2 separate regions of the Mus musculus genome follow, and region 1 is linked to region 2. Evidence: chromatin contacts called from public HiChIP or PLAC-seq data. All regions are on one chromosome and are shown on one strand. Each heading gives the region's core, a stretch centred on a gene start, on an enhancer-like site or on the middle of the called end of the contact. The rest is flanking DNA. Distances are from core to core; before and after follow the strand shown. Region 1 overlaps E130101E03Rik (RIKEN cDNA E130101E03 gene). Region 2 holds the start of Tbx20 (T-box 20).

Region 1 (4,780 bases), core at 2,045-4,544, 220 kb before region 2:
GAAGTCCAATGACAGCCATAACCCCAGTCAGCTGTTGAGATGTAATGGTCTTTGAGCACCCACCCTCTCTTCCCTGTGTGCCGCCACTGGAAGATCAGCTTTGGGTTTCTCACAGTCAGCAATGCCATGCTTTTCTCCAAAAGGCTCGATTCTGCAAGCAATTTGGAATCTGTATCAACACAGTCGGAAACAATGGTTCCCTGACCCTGAAGTTGCTGGGTGCCTCCACCCCTTCAGTTAAGGCACTAGTGCAGTGTGGCAGGAAAGGGGGAACAGAGACACCCTTAAATCACCTGTGTACATACACTGAGAGCTGCTGGCTGCTCTCTGGGAGAAGTTTAACGTTGTGGTAAGAAGATGCTTAGACTTCAGAGCAATCACAGAAAACTAGACTTCCATGGCTCAAATGTCTTTATAGTGCCCAAGGCTCTGTTCACAGTGAGGATGTTTTCTTGTCTGTAGGGAGAAGAAGAAATATAATGGCTAGCACAGACAATAAGGAAGATCAGCTATGTGGAGTGCACTTGGCTTTATTGACTCTTAGTTAGCAGGTGGGAGAATCCCTCCCCTCACAGGACATGTGTTCAGGTTGGGTTTCTTGAAAGGAGGGTCGTCTTTCATGAATGAATGTAGGCAGTACCAGATAGTTCAATGTCTGTGCATACTACAGTGTGACGGTCATCTTATTAGATTTCTTGGAGCTTGGCAAGTAACAGACTACCTAGCTATAAGGTATTTAGAATTCATCATACTATAAAAAGAGATGATGTTAATTTATTTCATCTGGCAAACAAATCAGTAATTTCTAGTGCTTGCTAAAAAATATTCTACAAACATTGTCACAGATGTGACTCATAATGAGGTATCCCAGGATATTACTATTTTAAGTGATACCCATGAAACATGAGATGCAAATGTTTAAGGAAATAGATGTGGGGTCTGGAGAGATGGCTCAATGGTTATGAGCTTGTGTTGATCTTGTGGAGGACTTGAATTTAGTTCTCAGCATCCATGTTAGGCAGTTCACAACTGCTTGTAATTCCAGATGATTTGACACTCTCTTCTGCACTCAGTGGGTACCTGTACTAACACGGGCACAAACCCACAGATAGACAAGCGTGCACATAATTTTAAAAATAAATAATAAATCTTAAAACAAAATTGTTGCCTGTGCCCACCCTACCTGCTCTTGGAGGTTGGAGGTGAGATGGCATGGAATCAAAGACACAGACTCTGGGAGCAAGCTCATCTGAATGCTGCTGCAAGCTCCTTTACTACCACCCCCTCCCATGCCCCATTGGTCCGAAGAAAGCATCTTTTCTAAACAGTAGTTCCTGACTGGTTGGCATTGTCTGCATCAGCAATCCTTGGTCTCTCAGGCAGTCCTCAATTAGGTCCTCCTACAGGAGATGCCTTTGTGGCTGCATGGCCCCCTGGCATTTACATAGGGGTAGGCCTTTCATTCCTTGTAGACAGAAGGTCAATGACTGATGCCAAAACTAAACTGAATTGACCAAAATGAGATACTTTCGTTCTTGCCTGGGGTTTCCAGGGGTGATGAACCCTGCATGTTGCCAGGTTCACAGGTTCCACATTGCTCTACAGGGCCCCCTACCCAGGCATGCTGGATCACAAGCAGCTCTCCAGTAGTCTCGAATGTCAATCAAGTCTCAGAGTTATGAGCAGAGGAATCAATATGACTGTTCATAGCAACTAAGAATTCTATGTGCTTATCCTGGTGGTATGTGAATCTTGCTTTATTTGGCTTATTATTCGGAGATATATCAAATCTTTGAAGGAGACTTGTGAGCCACTGTTTTGGCAAGTGGTAACAGCTCATAAAGACAGAACTGACTCTTTGATGTAGTTGTCTTTAAGCTGGAGTCAAAGCAGACTTCTCCAGAATTTAAGGCTGCTTTCAATGACTGGGCTTTTGGTATCAGCAAAACCAATGCACGAAGTAGGCTCTAATACACTGATTTATTTTATTCTCCTTGTCTTTAAGGTGAGAACCTTTGCAAAGGTGAGGGCACTGAGTTGGAGGCAAAGGAGGGTAGTGGGATGGAGGTTCCCACCCACAGTATCAGTACTGGAACTGAGACCCCGTGTTAAGGGCTGAAGGAGAGGCTAGGGCAGATGACCACACAACAGATAATAACAAGAACCAAGGACAAAGTTAAAGGGGGCAAGGATGTTATGGATCCGGAGAGTCATGGCATGAGCAGGTGCCCGGTATCATCCTTAGGACAAGAGCAGTTTCTTGTAGCAGTTTCACAGTATTTTTGTACCATTTTTATGTGTCATCAAGTAGACCATGATAATAGTGAAAACTGGCCAGTGATATTTTCCAGAGATACATATGCTTTGCATTTCTATTTTCAACACCTGCTTAATTTCAAAGCTCAAATTCTGCAACATCATGATTGATGTCCATGTCCTGGATACTCACTGGATACTGAGGTAGGTTGCATTGAGCTGCTCATTGAAAACTACATGCTCCAATCACCTTATCTCTAAGCATCCCAGTCTTCAGAAAGATTTTCCTCTCTGAGCCCCAGTTTTGTTTTCTAAGCAATCACAAGGCATACTAACACACGTCTGAGAATTGATACTACCACTACCTCAGAGGGCCTATCTGAGCTGAACTGCACTTTGCTGCCCACACTGTTGTGCCAGGGCCATGGAAGTGCCTATGGGACTAACTTGAGGTTAACATCTCTAGAAGAGGTGACTGGACTGGGTTTGAGAGCAGTTATGTGGTTTGAAGTACAGAGAGTCCTATCACTTGCTGGCTGCTGAATCAAGGGTCACCCCACCTTTCTGTGTCTCAACTTCTTCATCTGGGAAGAGGGTGGTGCTAGCATTTTCTGTGTGGGATTATTGTGTTTAAATGAGTTCATGAAGGAATAGTACCAGGCATAGGACCTTATTGAGTTTTGAAGTCATTAAACACATTCAAAGTGTTAGGGCACGAGGCTGCTTGGGCCAGGCAGGGCAAGCATCACAGGTAGATTCCTGAAAAGATGGAGGGATGTTCAGGCTCTTCAGTGACCTCTGCATTGCAGAAGGCAAGCATCTCTGACATACACTGCTCGCTCCCCCCCGAGAGTGGCATTCTGATCAGAGTTCCTCACTCACAGGACCAGATGTCTCTCTGGTCCTATTTTTTTTAGTCCCGGGATGACTTGGACTTACAGACACTGTTCCCACAAGGAAACCAAGACGCCGAGCCCTGGTGGGAAAAGAGCAAATTGTCAAAGGGGCATGTGGAGCGTTTGACCTCCCAGCTCCTAATTACTTTTCCTGTTATTTATATAGCTGAGTCAGAGGTTCCAGGAGAGTGAGGCAATGCGGAGGGCTGGGGTATTGGAGGAGGGGAGAGAGTTCAGGGAGAAAGAGGAGAGAAAGAATTGGAGAGAATGTTCCCTGAGAGCCATCAATTGATTCAGCAGCATTGGCAAAGCAATTCCAATTTACCGGACACGTTATATGGACTTCCCAGTACCTTGACAAAAGGATGCCTCGTCCACAGAATTCTGGCACGTTTTACTCCTGAGTTTAGCCAAAATTTGAAAGTTTAAAGACATGGGAAAGTCACTTGAGGGAGCACAAAGTGCTGAGGCTGTGACTGAGCAGTGCTTCTGAGCCTTTCTTTTGCTTTTTAAATTTTAGTTTTATCGTCAATAGAAAACACTAGTGGGAACACAGTCCACTCATGTGCATGGGGTGCCAGCTTTAGGGCTGGTCTAGCCCTTTCTGCCTTGAAATCCCCAGGAGTCTCCTAGTGGACTAAAGGCTGAGGTTAACAGGAATCTCTCTTACTCTTTTATTCTTTGTTTGACCAGGCTTCCTATGTTACTTTAAAGAATAAGAAAATCTTTTCATGTCAACTTCAAATCGCATTCCATGTTTTAAGAGATCATCAGTGTACATTTCTCAACTTCTAGTGCTTTACAGCAGCAGAGTTTTGTTTCCAGTGGTCATTGACAGCACTAAGTATGAATATGCATTCATTCACTTAAGTATTAACCACCACTGTGATAGACTTGTGTAGAACAACAGACGTTATAAAACAAATACATGCTTCAAGAAGGAATCGTTAGCTTGGTGTCTTAGTTATTGTTCTATTGCTGTGAAGGGACATCATGTCAAAGTAAATCATACATTTAATTGGGGGCTTGCTTATAGTTTCAGAAGGCGAGTACATGATCATCACTGTGGGAAGCATGGTGCCAGGTGCTGAAGCAGTATCTGAGAGCGCCATCCTGATTCTCAGGCAGGAGGAGGCATAAAGGGAAAGTGAGCCTATGCCTAGCATTGGCTTCTGAAACCTCAAAGCCACCCCTGGTGCCATACTTCCTCTAACAAGTCCACATCTCCTAATCCTTCCTAAGCAGTTTACCAACTAGGAAATACACATTCCAATCTATGAGCCAATGGGAGCCGTTCTCATTCAAACCACCACAGGTGGCTTACACTATGTATGCTGGCTGTGTACTGGGGAGGCTGAGAACCCATTACCTCAGTATATGCCTGGGCTGAAGACCTATAGCATTTCTGGAGAGCTGCTGGCCTTCGGTCTACTTCATGAAGCTGTAGAATCTGGGTTCTAGCAGCAGTGAAGGATGGTAGTAGCAAAAGGGAAGAGGACTTGCCAGGCAAGAGAGAAGACAGGCAGGTGACCGATGACATGGGCAAGTGACAGGTGACATGTGCAGGTGACAGGTGACATGGACAGGTGAATGCAGCACTGCCTTTCCCTTCTCAATTGTTCTACAGT
Region 2 (4,258 bases), core at 1,020-3,519:
AGAGCAGCTTACCAGTATAATAAGCCTGTAGTAATGTTTGGCTGTGATGATCGTTTCAACGCCAACAAGATGCATAGCTTAGGGACACCCAAGTGACTCACCTCTGGCCTATGGCTTTGTTTAAGTGTTCATTTCAATTCCTTCAGCTTGCTGTCTCCTCCCACTTGCGCAGTCTCTTCTGCTTTTGAGTGATTTTCTGCCCACAAACATCCTAGAACTGGGACACAGTGGCACTTGTAGGAAAAGGGAAAGCAAGTTCAGCAATTCTGCTTTCCTGTGCTCAGTCTGCTTCTCTGAAACTGATGTATCTTTCAGGATGCCATTCCAACAATCTAAGCTGCTAAGGTAGTAAAGACAGTACCTCCCCTTATAAGATGGAATAATAGTTTTATTAATTAGGGTGTAACAACACAGTGAGCTATTGAAAACTAGATCCAACCAACAAAATCTACATTAGTTGAAACATTATATCAAGGTCTAAGTAAACCTCTCTCTCCCAAATTAAAAAAACAAAAACAAAAACTCTCTTCTTCAAATAAATCCATCTTCCTTGACAAACTCTAAAAAAATCAGACAAGAAGCAAACCAATGGGAACCTTACAATAAAAAGAAAACACTACCTTGATTGAGACATTGTATCTAAGGCCAGGAGAGATGGATGAGCAGCTAAAAGCATTTGCTCCTCTTTAGAGATCTGGAGGACTTCACTCCCTAGCACCCACACAGAGGGCTCACAACAGCCTGTAATCCCAGCTCCAGGAGATCTGATACTCTCTACTGACTTGCACACACTTATGAGTCCAGAGATTCCTGACCTGTGGGGAGGAGAGGGGAATGACTGGGACATGGTTGGAGGATGGGGGAGACTTGCAAAAAAGAGACACTGCTCTGCCAACTTGTCACCTTCGATCTTTTCAAAGTAGTTGGTCCAGACAAGGAAAAAAAAAAAAAACCTTCTAGTATGAAAAGTCTGCAGTTTTACTAATTTCTAATTTCCCTCAACATTGACACATTACAACCCAAATGCTGAAACGAGCAAACATAGACAGGATGGCCAGGCCAGTCTAAATCAGAACTTCCTCAGATGCCAACATTCTGTTTACACGGGATGTTCTTCATAGTTATTCTGGCTCTCGATTTCGCCCATAACTATGTTTCGGGAGCTGTGAAGAGGATGCAATGGGAGACAGGGTATGTCTTTCTTTTTATGTTCTTCACCCCACCCCTCCCCTACCCCCTTAAGACCTACCAAGAGGTTCCTAATCGCCAGATCAACTGGCTGGAAAGGAGAGCAAATATTTACAAGTATAGCTTGAGTGTGTGTGTCCTCTAGAGTTTACATGGTTGAGAGTGAAGCGGATTACCCCGCGAATTTGGAGAATTCGAATTATTTAGACTGAGCAAGGCCAACAGGACTCCCTCCACAAGGCTGTGGGAAGTCCTTAGCCCAGTCTGCGTCTGCAAGGCAGATAGATGGTTCCGTGTGGGGGGGGGGCGGGGGAGGAGCCAGAAAGTCACTATGCATCGCATGGTCCCCTTAGAGCTCCAAGTCCTGACCCCCCCTCCTTGCTTCAGGCCACTTCCCTACTTTCAGAGTCTCCAGAATAGAAAACCCAGACTAGAAGGGAAACAAACCACCACACAGCAGAAAGCCAGGTTCGCCAAAAACAAAATCAACAAAAACAAACAAAAAATCAAAACAAAGTATCCTTCCTACAGGCACCCTGCAGCTCAGCATTCTTTCCCAGAGCCCTGCCTCTCCAGCTCTCTGTGAAAAGAGACATAACTTGGGGACTGTCAAGTAGGGGACCTAGCACTAGGCACTGTGCTGCGTCACCAGGTTAATGCCGCTCAGCGATGAGGAATTTGCTCTACTGGGCCCTTCTCAACTATTTGGGAGCTCCAGTAGGAAAGGTAGAAAATGCGGAACTCAGTAGGACTTCCTTTGGTGACATTCAGTCCAGAGCAACGCAAATGCCTGTTTCTGGGTAGCAGTGAAAGTGCCTCTCTAGACAGCGCATGCTTCCCTCCTGCGGGATCTGAGACTCTGGGCGGAGGCGGTCCGGCTAGCTCCGCCACCCTGTTCACTGTGCGTCTTCTCCGGCTCTCCACCGGGAGCGCAGAGGCAGGAGGGCGCAGTGCCCTAGGCGCTCTCTCCCTGCGCCGCTCGGCCCCGCCCCACTCCGCACAGTCTGGAAGCAGTGACGTGAGACCACGCTGACTGGCTGCTGCCCGCAGGGATGGCCACCGCCAGCAAATTAAGGCGCGAGGCAGCAGGCGCCTAGGCACAGTTTAGGTCGCGCCTTGCTGCGCTCTGCAGAGAGGAGATCCGACTCCCTGGTTTCCGCACCCTCTAGAGTCCCACGCCGATCGTCACCTCCTCGGACTTGGGCCACTCAGCGGACCCAAGGAGGGAAGGGAGGGAGAACTCGGCGTGGGTGCTGGGGACCCCGCGTTTTGCGCAGTGGGCTTACAGTTTTGAGTTCCCGGCTGGTCCCCACCCTGCTTTCCTGCTGGTTCGAAGTCTCTGCGGCTCCCCTGCTTTGCTCTAGTGGACTGGAGAGGCCATCAAAACCTGGGAACGGACGCTTCGGGGGGGTCCCCAGTTCCGCTTTGCTTGCTCTCTGGAACTTTGAGCTGCAGTTTCGGGTCTTTGTCTCCCTTTGGGGAAGCTGGACTGTGGTTTGTCAGTCCAGGTTCCTGAGCAGGACCGCACGCTGGGAACCATGGAGTTCACGGCGTCGCCCAAGCCCCAGCTCTCCTCTCGAGCCAATGCCTTCTCCATCGCCGCGCTTATGTCCAGCGGCGGCCCCAAGGAGAAGGAGGCAGCAGAGAACACCATCAAACCCCTGGGTAAGTCGGGGTACTAGGCAGTCAGTATGGGCCCTGCTAATCTGTTTCCCGGGTGCGGGCAGTTTGCTCCGCGGGAAGCAAAGGTGGCTTTTTCTACCGTCTGGATCTACTGCTAAGTCTCAGAGTATGGACCAGAATTCGGTCCTGGGAGAAAGACTTTTTTTTTTTCTTTTCCTCTCAAGTTTTCTTTGGAGGCTTCACCATCAATTAAAGGTAGTGAATTCTCACTACCGGCTTGTGTTTGTATTCGCTTTCCCCAGTTTCTTGGAATCTCGACATCACTTAGATAGTATGAATGCTGTACAAATTTGTTTGTTTGAATGAAAACAAATTCAAGGACAAGTAAGGGTTAAGATTCGGGATCCACGGTGGTATATAACACCCAAGCCTGCGCTTGGAATCAAAGACTCTGAGACTTCACAAGAAGCCAGTTTAATTTTTCTATCACAATTAACAGTCTTAATATGTCTGAAAAGGACTATAAAATAGGCCGGTTTTTCCACGCAAGAGCCGGCTTTTTTTTTTTTTTTTTTTTTTGGTCAGGAACCCCCATTTTATACTTGCGATTTTCAATTGAGACTGGCAAGGCCTCCCCAAATTCCTCGAAATTTAACACTGTCTCTATAAAAACTGTTTTCTTTACAGAGGAAACTAGGCACAGATTAAAGAGAGATGAGCGGTGAGGGTGTCTTGAGCACACGAGAGTTGTATAAAAGCAACTGCTCAGGATAGGGGTTCTGAAAACCCTTACAACCCAGGGAAAATGAGTTGCTATTCTAAGGGCCTTGGTAATAATTATCGCACACCCTAATCGCCGACTATCAGAAATCAAGTAGCTAAGTTAAGACAGTTGAAAAAAGTCATCACTTTTTTCTTTTTCGCTATCCCTTCCCAACTCTAATACATTTCACATCCAAGATAAACACTAGAGAAGAAAGGGGCTTGGGAAACTAAGGAGTTTACACAGTGACAGGAGATTACTAAAGTCCAAAACAACAGTGGTACCAAGGAGATGTAAGACAGGGAAATGAGTGTGAATAAGAACTCCTAACTTCCACCTAAGTCAAGATCTGCGAAGGCAATGTGAGCAAGCCAACAAATCCTGATTATTTAGAGAGAGCATTGGCTACTACTGTCCAAGTTGGACCTGCTGAGGCTTCCGATCATTATCCTTGTACTTAGGGAATTTAATACCCCCATCTCATTTTGGTACCCAGTAGGAAAAGAAGATCTCAGGTCAAAATTCCTGACAAACATGTGAGCAGTGGTCTGGAAGCTTGCCAGCTCCACTACTCTCATTTCTGTATCAGTTCTTTAACTAGTTTTCTAAATAAAACAGAATAAAACAAAGCAACAACAAAAAATGTTCTTCAATCAAAATTACAAATTTTAAATGCTAAGCCAA

Evidence for each region. HiChIP or PLAC-seq counts read pairs in DNA pulled down with a chosen protein or histone mark.
Region 1: a contact with region 2 is called in an H3K4me3 HiChIP or PLAC-seq map of neural tube, with 2.6 times the contacts expected there. The contact joins the enhancer-like site here to the promoter of Tbx20 in region 2. A contact is called at or near these places in 6 of 39 promoter capture datasets (the 3T3-L1 cell line, cranial neural crest, embryonic stem cells and 2 more), 3 of 15 datasets of contacts at CTCF or cohesin (embryonic stem cells and stem cell-derived epiblast-like cells), 14 of 484 Hi-C or Micro-C datasets (embryonic stem cells and trophoblast stem cells), 16 of 115 datasets of contacts at active chromatin or transcription factors (craniofacial prominence, embryonic basal ganglia, embryonic forebrain and 8 more) and 3 of 9 other capture datasets (adipose tissue, liver and pancreatic islet).

The regions. Positions count from the first base shown.
Region 1 is chr9:24,993,170-24,997,949 of GRCm38.p6, reverse strand. E130101E03Rik (RIKEN cDNA E130101E03 gene) reads right to left here. Exons shown (of 5, transcript NR_153861.1): 5 at 1-456. Among named protein-coding and RNA genes, the nearest start is that of E130101E03Rik, 21 kb to the right of the region's middle. Within about 2 kb of position 3,294, at least 2 of the 459 cell types and tissues checked have an H3K27ac peak or open chromatin away from gene starts, as enhancers often do. A contact at or near this core is called in neural tube, where this site is marked.
Region 2 is chr9:24,772,314-24,776,571 of GRCm38.p6, reverse strand. It overlaps Tbx20 (T-box 20), which reads left to right and starts at 2,269. Exons shown (of 8, transcript NM_194263.2): 1 at 2,269-2,853. The coding sequence starts at 2,727. It overlaps Gm29824 (a long non-coding RNA gene), which reads right to left and starts at 848. Exons shown (of 3, transcript XR_870586.1): 1 at 621-848; 2 at 102-217.